2 separate regions of the Rattus norvegicus genome follow, and region 1 is linked to region 2. Evidence: chromatin contacts called from public Hi-C data. All regions are on one chromosome and are shown on one strand. Each heading gives the region's core, a stretch centred on a gene start, on an enhancer-like site or on the middle of the called end of the contact. The rest is flanking DNA. Distances are from core to core; before and after follow the strand shown.

Region 1 (5,180 bases), core at 2,470-4,969, 140 kb before region 2:
TCTTTCTTTTGGTCTTTCCGTAAAAGCGGCTAGGGTTTCCCTAGTGATCGGTGCCTGCCCTCTCTGGGGAAAAGCCTGGTGCTTCTCCCAGGCCTCATGGCCAACTTTGTTCATTGTGCTCCTCTGGCAGAGGCCCCAGGAGGGCGGTGTGGTGCAGGCCCAGGCAGGTAGGGTACTCAATGCCCCTTCCTGGAGCCTGCTTAGAAACTGTGCCTGCCACAAAGGTCAGTGAGCTGGGCTCCGACAGGATGGAAGTCTTGAGGAAGACAGTCCCATTGCTGGTAAGGCTACACCTAAAATAAGGCTGTACTCAAGACTGACCATCTCTCCCTTTAACAAGCAAGACTTCCAAACCAGGGGAAAAAGAAGCCTCTTTTTTGCTCTGCCTTCTTGCCAGCATTGTGCCCACAAGGGGGCAGCCTGGAGCCGTTGTTCCGTCTCTTCAGACTGCCTGAGCAGAGTGGGAGTTGTGAAGAGAGCCCAGACCCAGGTGAACCCAGGAAAGCTGAGCGTGCCTTATGTGAAATACCTGAGACCAGAAGTGCTTCCAACTTTTTCCAGGTCTTAGAGTACGTGCTCACACACCATGTTGTATCGTTTAAAGACGGGACCCAAGTCTACACATGAAAACTTTTGTTTCAATACACACGCTATCCACATAGCCCGAAGGTGATCTTACACAGCATTTCTAGGGCACCTGTGTTTTGACTGTCTGTGACATGCCAGGAGAAGCTAGGTGGACAGTTTCCCCTGTGCGGCGTCCAGGTCGTTTCAGAATTTGGACCGTTTTGGGTGAGGGCTACTCATTCTGCATCTCCTTCAGAATCTGTTGTGGGCCTGGGATGGGAAAATAAGGATGGTTGGCCTTGGTCAGCATCAACTGCTCAGGCATGGAAGGCATCGCCCTGCTGAGGGGTAGCTGTCTCTCAACTGGTTTCCTAAGCAGCACATTCTGGGCAGAGAGGACGCCTTTTTGTGTAGCTTCCCAGAGGGCCCCTCCTGCTAAGTTGCCTGTTGCAACTCAAGGCTCAGTTTCTACACCAAAAGCAGTGTTTCCCGGGATGCTTCGCTGGCCACTCTTCCTCCTTTCTTGTCATCCAGAACCCTGGGGAAAGGCCCCGGACACAGCTGGGAGGACTCCTGCCTCCGAGGAGTGCCACCTTGGCTTCCTAATCACCCACAGAAAGAGGAGGTTCTGGCATAGTCTCAGGGCCACTGTGGGCACTCCACACTTGCTTCAGATGCCTGAGACTCTGCAGGGCTTGCCACCCTCCTGTCCCCAAACTGTCCATCTCCAGGTTGTGCAGCCCTCATCCAAAATGCTTGTGACTGGAAAAGTTTGGGGTTCGGGCTATTTTCTTCTCTTTCTCCCTTGCTCTGGGACTTTGGGATGTCTTCGCTGACAGCCATCATGTGCAGCCAGGACACTAGGGAGTGCGGCAAAGAAAGATCTCCCACTAGAGACCTTGCTTCAGGTAATCCCCCACCCCAGCCGACTTTCCTGAGCTGCTACCAGAGGGGCCTGAAATCCCTGCAAACGAGTCTTTGCTGTTGTTGCCCAAGAACCAAGGTTGAGGTGTCCCTCGTGTTCCTGGGTCTCCCCATCAGGCGACCCAGCAACGCTGTCTCTTATGTGAAGGTCACCGCTTGGCTTCTCCCTCCTTCTTCCAGAACTAAAAATGACAGCAGTGAGGAAGAGGAGGAGGAGGAGGGGGAGAAGGAGGAAGAGGAGGAAGAGGAGGAGGAAGAAGCAGATGGGGAAATGCCTGACCACACAGAGCCCATGCCTGCACCAGGAGCTGGCCCGCCTCAGCCTCCCTCCAACTCAGAAGACTGAGAGGGAAGTAACAATAGTCGGAAGCTGGGAGTGGCTACCAGGAAGAGCCAGGGGGGCTCTGTCCTCTCCTGGACACTTCCTCATGGAAAAAGGCAGAGGACAGAGGACATTTAGCTTTGTCTGGGAAAGGGAGCTAGGCACTGTGGCTCTCCCACAGCCCTCCCCAGACCCCCTCCTTCCCTATCTCCCCAGAGATTTTATTTTTACTTTGGTAAATGCAAAAAAACAAGGCTGAGACACTGGAGGGTGGAAATTTACTGAGGGCCCTTGTTGGGCAGCAGACAATCAGTCCAGCACTCAGTCTTAGGGCTGATCTCTCAGACAAGATGGGTAGGGGGGATCCCAACACACCTCCTAGGGAGAACTTTATAGAGTTAGGGGCCAGAGTGCTCAGTTCCTTCTCCTTTGCCTGAGGGGACTGCAGGGTAGGGCAGAGCCACAGCACATGGAAATGGTGATAACCAACTTGCGTACTAAGGACTGTTGACAGGCAGATGCAGTGCTAAGCATTTGATATGTACAGTGAATGTATGCTCTCAGGATTCCATTTTACAGATGTGAACACTGAGGCACACAGAGATTAGACTGTTTGCCCGGGTGCTAGAGATGGTAAGTGGCAAATCCCTTGAGAGTCCCAGGTCTGCATCACTCAACTAGGCTATCTCCTTTGTCATTTATAATGTGTAAGTTTATAGCCAGATGAACTTGGGCTCAGATCCTGTTAGTCCTGCCTGAAGATCATGGGCAGGTTACTAACCCTCTCTGGGCTTCAGTTCTCTTCATCCTTGTGAAGTGGAAATACCTCTTGGCCAACACCATCAGCCAACAAATCTCAAATCGAACTTTGCCTGTGTGGGTCCTACTACAGTCAGAAACGCTCACCCTCTTTCATGTTTGGTCTGCTCTCTCAGCCCCTAACAACCCAAGCCTGCAGGAGATGGTGCCCAGCAAAGGTAGCTGTCAGCTGGCTTGGCAGGTGTCAGCAAGAGGTCCCGACACCCTCCGACCCCACTCTGCCCTCAGCCTGAATCCCATCTTTCAGGAGGGGAGGAGAAGGCCAGTCAGACTCCCTGCCAGAGGAATGGCTTGCTCCAAACACCGGAGCCACTTCTGAGCATCTGCAAGCATTCACAGGCTATTCAGATCCCAGAGTCTGGCACAGAGGCCACCTGAGGCCTTCTAATCCCATCCCAAGCCGGCCCCCTCCCCCAGGGCTGCTGTGAGCACCTTTACTCTTCTGTTCCTGAGGCAGAAGGCCACAGGCTCTTTGGGTGGACACACACACACACACACACACACACACACACACAGACACACACAGAGACTGTTTTCTCCTGGCTGGAAGATGACATTTTAGAAAGCCAGGCATTGGAAAGGAAGTTCGCCACAGAAAGCAGAAGGAGCTCGAAGTCACCTTTGCCCGCCCCTTTCACAAGCGGCTTGCAGAAAGAAAGCTGCTTCTGAAACACAGCCTCTGTAGCACTGGCACTCAGAGCCACTGAGATGGAGACGCTTCGGGTTACAAGTGCAAAAGCCCAAGGACACAGGTGGACAAGCAGAGGGGACAAGGCTGAGTACTGGGAACTCCCACCTAAGGAATTTCCAACAAGGAAACTTTTGAGGAAGGGCTTACAGGCGGATCACACAGCTATTTTTAGAAAATTATTTCCAAGCAAGGCACACTGGAGCAATTCATATTTCTGAGAGGTAGCGCTGAGCTGCCCCTGGCTAAGGGCACTTGGTAATGCAGCTCAGACCTGCTGGGCACCAAAATCCCCCAGCCGCCTGCCTTCCGCCTTCTGAAGACACTTCTGCAGCCCTGTCCCGGCAGAGCTGATTTGCACCTCTCCACTGGGCCGTGAGTCACCCAGTTTCCCTCTTCTGACAGCCTGTTCCCGGTCTCAGTTCAGCTACCATGCTCTTGTTCACGTGCAGACCGTTGGAGGCGAGGCACAGGAAACGGGTTGCCAAAAAGGCACACTAGTGAACCCCAAGTACGAGCAAGATTCGTCACCCTCAGAACATGAGGCCCGGGTCATCCCGACATCTATGAGGATGTGTGACTTTCATAAACAGTCTGACTCATCACTGGTCCTCCTGTATCTGTCAACGTGGGGCCCTGCTGGTGGCAGTGGGCACTTACTTAGCTTGTTCTCCCCTGCGGTGTGAGGCTACCACGGGGCCATCCCAGAGATAGCACACTTGCCTCTCTCATTCAGAGGAGCAAACAGGGACATATTTCACCTCTGCTAGTGTCCCAGAGGGGACAGAACTGGGGATCGTGCTACACCCATCACCCTGGCAGCCTGTATGCCCACTGAAGTGGGGAGTGGGGTCTCCCACTCAGTAGAGCAGGGGCACTCAGTGTTTCATTCACTTTTTGCCTTTGGTTACAGGGACTTTAACATTTGTTTGTCAAGACATCGCCAAGCATCTCAAGATCATCAGTGACCAAAAACAATAAACGCGGCAGCAACACTTGTGTGTCACTACCCCAGGGAGACAGAGTTCTTGGTCCACACAAGAGTCCCCTTCTTGTTTGCTCAGCTTATAGAAGGCTCCTGGTACCTTATAGAATGGGTCTATAAGACCGTTGCGGCTCTTTCCCACTGGGTAGGGGAATGAAACTCTGAGGGGTGTGAGCAAGTCATTTGGAAACATCTGGAATGACAGAGGCCAAGGAATGATACTTGAGTTGAGGAACCTCCTAGCTAAGGGTCTCAACCAGAAGGCCTTCTCTGCAGTGTAGGCCCAGCTCTCCGAGGCAGGGCTGAAATGCCTTTGAGTACCTAAGGAGAGGGACACCCTTGCCGATGCCCACCTGCTGTCTGTCTGTCTGGGCAGGGTGCTTGTCCGAGGGTGGGGGTAGAGCATCCTATGAACCCTTGAGTCCGGCTAGGGCCTGAGAATGGCAGAGGGTGAACAAAGTGTCCCAGGACCTCCGTCCTCTCCCAGTGACCAGAGCCTTGTCTGGTAGCCGGGGCCCCCTCAAGGTCTCTGGGGACAGCCCATATTTAGGAACTGTAGCATCTCTTCTAGGGAACAGAGCAGCTAGCTGATTTATCCCCCTTAACTTTTGATGTTATTATTAGGCACATCTGTCTCTGAGTGAGGTCACCAAGGAAAAAAACCCAACCAGAGGAAAATAGTTTCAAGCGGTCGTCATTTCAATCTTCGGAAAAGGAAGCAAGTGGATAAACTAACTACCAGAAGATTCCAGAATTCAGGATGAGCAAAGAGGAAAATGGAAAGTACGTGCTCTGGGAACGGGGCGGCTGGGCTGCATGCACGGAGCACCCACAAGCTGTTTCCGCTTCCCTTTCGCGGAGCCTAGCTCTTTCCT
Region 2 (5,111 bases), core at 735-3,234:
TGGCTGCACCAAGGCCTCTGTCCTGGTGAACCGACCACAGTCAGACTCCCACCTCTGTGGGTTGCCTCGGTGCTCTTTATATGTCTTAGCTGGGGAACAGAGGTATGCAGTGGTAGATCTGCCCAATCTGGGCACACAGTTTGCATTCATATTAATTGATTTGTGTTATCATAGCACCAGCTTATCTGGGTTACTGCAATATGCCTCCATCCTTTTGCCAATATCCCAAACGAAGAGAAGTTGGTTCAACACCACCAGATGCCATTGAACAAACTAGAAAGCTGTACTAGTCAGAGTTTTGTCAACCGGACACAAGTTACAATAATCCAGGAAGAGGTAACCTCAATTGAGAAAATGCCTCCAGCAGATTGGCTGGTGGGTAAGCCTTTAGGAATAGTTTCTTGATTCACGATTGATGTGGGCGCCCCAGACCTTTCTGGGTAGTGCTGCCCCTGGGTAGATGATCTTGGGTTGTATAAACCAGAGCTGACCAAGTCATGAGGAGCAAGCCAGTAAGCAGCACTCCTCCATAGCCTCTGCCTCCTGCCTCCGGTTTCCTGTCACGGCTTCCCTTCACACATGGTGGCATGTGACCTGAGATTTGTAGGATGAAATAAACCTTTTCCTCCCCAAAATCTAATGGTGATGTTCCATCACCCTAACTAGGGCAAGCCCTAGTAGAAGCCCTAACTAGGGCAAGGACCTAGCAATCTGTTTATTTCTTTTCCCAACGGCCCTGCTTCTTTAAGAGGGAGTTTTTGGTGTCTGAACCCCTGTGTGACTATGGGCACCAGTGCTGGGAGGCGGTGAGTCCTTACTGGAAAGCAAGGAGTAAGTGAGAAGGGATATCGGAAGGTGCCCCATCTCTGGGACTCAGAACTACACAAGAGAATGAAGACTCTGTCAGCTCACTACCATATTAAAACCGAAATGGCTCCAGAGGACAAGGTCTGATGGAAACTTTCTCGGCTTGTGGTTTGTCTGTTACCTGAAGAGCAGATAGAATGTTCAGGGGCAGGCAGATTGTGGGGCCACACCCTGGACCTCATAAGAAGGGGGAGCTATTTCTTTGGGGGTGGTGTTCTTTAACTCTTAGGAGGGTCACAGGATCCAAATATGTGAGGCAGGTTACACTGGAGAGACAGGAAAAGGGGTGCACAGGGCCTCCCACACAGAGCTTGGCTTTCCAGAAAGTACCACAGAGAGTGCAACTAGACAACAGCACACTCTTCACTTAGTCTGAAATGGTGTTTTGATTTTGAAGACTCAAAAATGTAAGGAAAGGCTGTATATTTCCTTCCCCTGTCCCAGCTCTTGATGGTGGTGACCTGCAAGGTGACCTCTCAGTCCCTTAGCGGGGCCTCCTACACCCACAAGGACCCTGATTTCCTGGGGATGTCATCCCAGATCCTTGGGGGAGAAATGTTCCCTTCGTTGTTTCAAACTGGATCGCCCATTTGAATGGTCAAGGCCTAAAGAGAGCCGCAACAGCAGCAAGCTCAACTAAACAGGAAAGGGGCGCCTCCCAGTGTTTCTGTAGAGATTGAACCAAAGGGTGCTGGCGCCCTCTAGCGGCAAAGAAGCTGCTTCCTGTCTGCCCAAGGACAAACAGGTTGTGCCTCTCCCAAGGCGGTCCTGGACCGCCACCCGCTTCCAGGATTAGGAGAAAAATGTATGCTGCTCGGGCCTCATGAACTTTGGTGGTTTTAGGATTCGTCGCTACTGTGTGAGGTAATGTGTGTGTTTTCACAAGAATCGCCTTCCAGCATCGCAGACTCGGGCCCCTGCATTATTTGTCAGAGAGGTAAAGACCTCTAGAGCTCCATTCATAATCGTGTAACATATGACCTGTAGACCTACTGTGAGGACCATATGACCGAAGTTCTCAAGGCTATTCTCTGGGGGCTCACACAGTTTTAGGACAGCTCTTCGGGGAAACTAAAGAACAGATCCCTCACAAGCCAAGGAATTTGTGTGAATCACCCACACACTCCCGGTGCAGAGCTCATACACCCGCTGGCTAAACTGTCCTCTGGGCTGAGGATGCCTACCCCGTTAGCTTAAGTCAGAGAGAAACCGTGCATACACAGTGGGGAGGGAATTGCAGAAAAGAATGGCCAAGGACCTGTTTAACATTTGAAAGGGACACCCGGGTCTTAGTTAAAGCTTAAGGAGCAAAGACAACACCTCATATTCACTAAGATGGCTTTTGGGGTAAAAATTGAAAGCTGCTGCCTGTTGAGGAAGCCAATATGGCTACTCCTGAAGCTGTAAGGCGCAGCTATTCCATTTCCCAGGATGTAACTGCCAAAGTTGAGAGCTCGCTCTCAAATATCAGCTCATGCACCCTCACAGCAGTGTTGATTACAATGTATAAGACATGGCGACTCAACTGTCCACCAGTGGGTGAGCAGGATAGTGTAGCCGCACAATTGGAAGACTATTCAGCTTAAAAAGAAAAAAGAAAAAAGAAAGTTCCAATCCATGCTGCATGTAGCAACCCTGAACACAGTATGCTAATGAAATGAACCAGACACAAGCAGGCTCATCACTAAAAATCATGTAGAGAGTGGTATGGTGGTTGCCAAGGTCTGGAGGAAAAGGGGGGAAGCGGGGCTTCAAATAGTTCCTTGCCCAGTTTTTGTTTTTCAGAATTTTGATTACCCCAAAGTCAATTATAGCTCCCCCCTCACACATCGAAACATATACAGAGAGAGAGAGAGAGAGAGAGAGAGAGAGAGAGAGAATGCCAGTAATAAGTTTATATGTTTAGATGATTCTCCATTCTGAGAAACATGACAAAATCTTCCACTGTCCTACCCTGTGCAGCTGAGACATTTCCTTTTTCACCAGTATATACTAATACACGGTGCTGAGACGGTTTGCATATGTTTGGCCCAGGGAGTGGCACTATTAGAGGGTGTGGCCCTGTTGGAGTAGGTGTGTCACTGTGGGTGTGGGCTTCCAGAACCTCATCCTAGCTTCCTGGAAACCAGTATTTGGCTAGCAGCCTTTAGATGAAGATGTAGAACTCTCAGCTCCTCCTGCACCATGCCTGCCTGGATGCCGCCATGCTCCCACCTTGATGATAATGGACTGACCTGTAAGCCAGCCCCATTTAAATGAGAGTTTAATTCATCACATCCTTATAAGAGTTGCCTTGGACATGGTGTCTGTTCACAGCGGCAAAACCCTAAGACAGCAGCCTTCTCAGCTCTATCGGCCCAGTGCTGCAGTGCTTGTGTTCCGGGATGTTTATTTTTCTTGCCAATGACCTCAAATGTTAATGATAGAAAGAAGGCACCAGCGTGCAAACAGGCAAAGACGAATTAGCTCTGATCCCATGAGCCAATGCTGTACAGCACATGGGAAGAGAAAGAGGTGTGCACATGGTTCAATACTGTTTATGGTTCATGGAAAGCCACATGATACTGTATCACCCGTGGTGCAATTGAACCTGTGTTCTCTGAAAGAGCAGTGAGTGCTTGTAACTATTCAGCCATTTCTCCACCTCAGGGGCAGGGAACTCAAGGAATTCTCTGTACTCTATGCTCAATTATTCTGTGACCCTGAAAGTGTCCTAAAATCTTTAACCTTTCAAAAAAGTTCTAGAAGAGGATAGAGGCAATTGTGTCACTCCATGAATGCTCTTACAGTCATGGTGACTGCCTAAGAATGGGTAAACGGTGATAAATCTTATTTCCTGTGCATTTTACTACAGTTAAACAGATAGAATAGTCAGGTGTGGTGGTGCATCCCTGAAATCTAAGCAAGTGGGAAGTGGGAGAAGGAGGAGGAGGAGGAAAAAGAGGAGAAAGAGGAGGAGAAGAGGGAGGGAGGGAGGGAGGCAATAAAGCCAATGAAGTACAGAAAGAATGAATGCTGGTTAGAGTGGAGTCATAAATAAACAGGAGAAAAATGAGTCAGAATTGAATAGTAATTTAGGGACCAGATACAAATGCACATTCAGAAATGCCATAAATGAAGTTACAGGAATAGTTCTTTTAATATATATTAAAGTGGTTTATGTTAACAAAATAAAACATTTGAATTTTTAAAAAAAGCGCAACTGAGAGAATGATTTTCAAGCAAAGTCAGAAACCATGAGCAGGCACGGGTGAGGAAAATCAGAGGCTGGCAAACACTCTTTAGCTCTGGCAGGAACATCCTGGTACCCTGGAGGGGCAAGTCAGGGATGGAGGGATGTGTGTAAAATGTAAGGAACTCAGCCCGAGACCCAGGAGGATCTGTTACTGTTTGTTCTGCCTGCCTACCTGTCCGTCTGTCTGTCTGCCTGCCTGTCTCTCTGCCTGTGTATCGTCTATTTATCAATCTATCATTCATCCATCTAATCTACATTAAAATATTTTTATTTATTCTTTGATAATTGTATACATGTATACAATGTATTTTGACCAGGCCTGCTCCCCCTGCCCCACACCACCCTTACTCCTGCCACCCCCTCACCTAACAGCATCCCCCTCCCAACTTCATTTTCTCTTCTTTTTCTTTTCTAATTCTTGTCTCTCAGCTCTTGTTCTTAGCCCTCGGAGGTGGGGAGATGGGACCTTTTTACGTTTTGGGAGGTTCTTGTTTAAGTGACTTGGTCCAATCTTTGTTAAAAGCGGGTCTTAAAAAGAAGTAGTGTAGGAACGGCTCTAGACGACTCAGGAGGAGCCTGATGAAAGTTAGGCTAAGCAAAGAACCCTTGCCAATACCAACCAACCCATACACACTCACACCTCTGCTGGCAAAATGTCCCAAGAATCTGCAGCTCGTTCTCTTTAATGTTCTCACAGGTGACACATCTTTGTCTTTTCTGAGGCAGACTGGGGTTTTGGCCAGAAGTTACTCAGAACCAACTATTAGGAAGTAGGAAAATGAAACTGATTTCCCCTCGTTGGGGTTACCCGTTGAATCAGACAGCAATTTTAACAGAAGGAATCCAAAAGGGCACTGGGCACCGCCCACCCCGGGCACCGCCCCCTGCCCGTCCCCCAGTGATTAAACAGAGAATATAATAGGTTGATTGTTTTGTGAGTTTTATCTCACATTCTCAGCATTCACACATCCCCGGTAATTCTGAAACCGGTTTGTGTGAGACGTTACCT

What was found. Hi-C and Micro-C count contacts between places; a contact is called where the count stands out from the background.
Region 1: a contact with region 2 is called in a Hi-C map of Schwann cells, with 4 times the contacts expected there. The contact joins two enhancer-like sites. A contact is called at or near these places in 10 of 12 Hi-C or Micro-C datasets (the A7r5 cell line, the Rat2 cell line, Schwann cells and 6 more) and 1 of 1 datasets of contacts at active chromatin or transcription factors (oligodendrocytes).

What each region holds. Positions count from the first base shown.
Region 1 is chr13:94,672,545-94,677,724 of GRCr8, reverse strand. The region is part of intron 2 of Itpkb (inositol-trisphosphate 3-kinase B); the gene reads right to left. Among named protein-coding and RNA genes, the nearest start is that of Itpkb, 74 kb to the right of the region's middle. Within about 2 kb of position 3,719, at least 42 of the 93 cell types and tissues checked have an H3K27ac peak or open chromatin away from gene starts, as enhancers often do. A contact at or near this core is called in Schwann cells, where this site is marked.
Region 2 is chr13:94,532,279-94,537,389 of GRCr8, reverse strand. No RefSeq gene overlaps it. Among named protein-coding and RNA genes, the nearest start is that of Psen2, 18 kb to the right of the region's middle. Within about 2 kb of position 1,984, at least 17 of the 93 cell types and tissues checked have an H3K27ac peak or open chromatin away from gene starts, as enhancers often do. A contact at or near this core is called in Schwann cells, where this site is marked.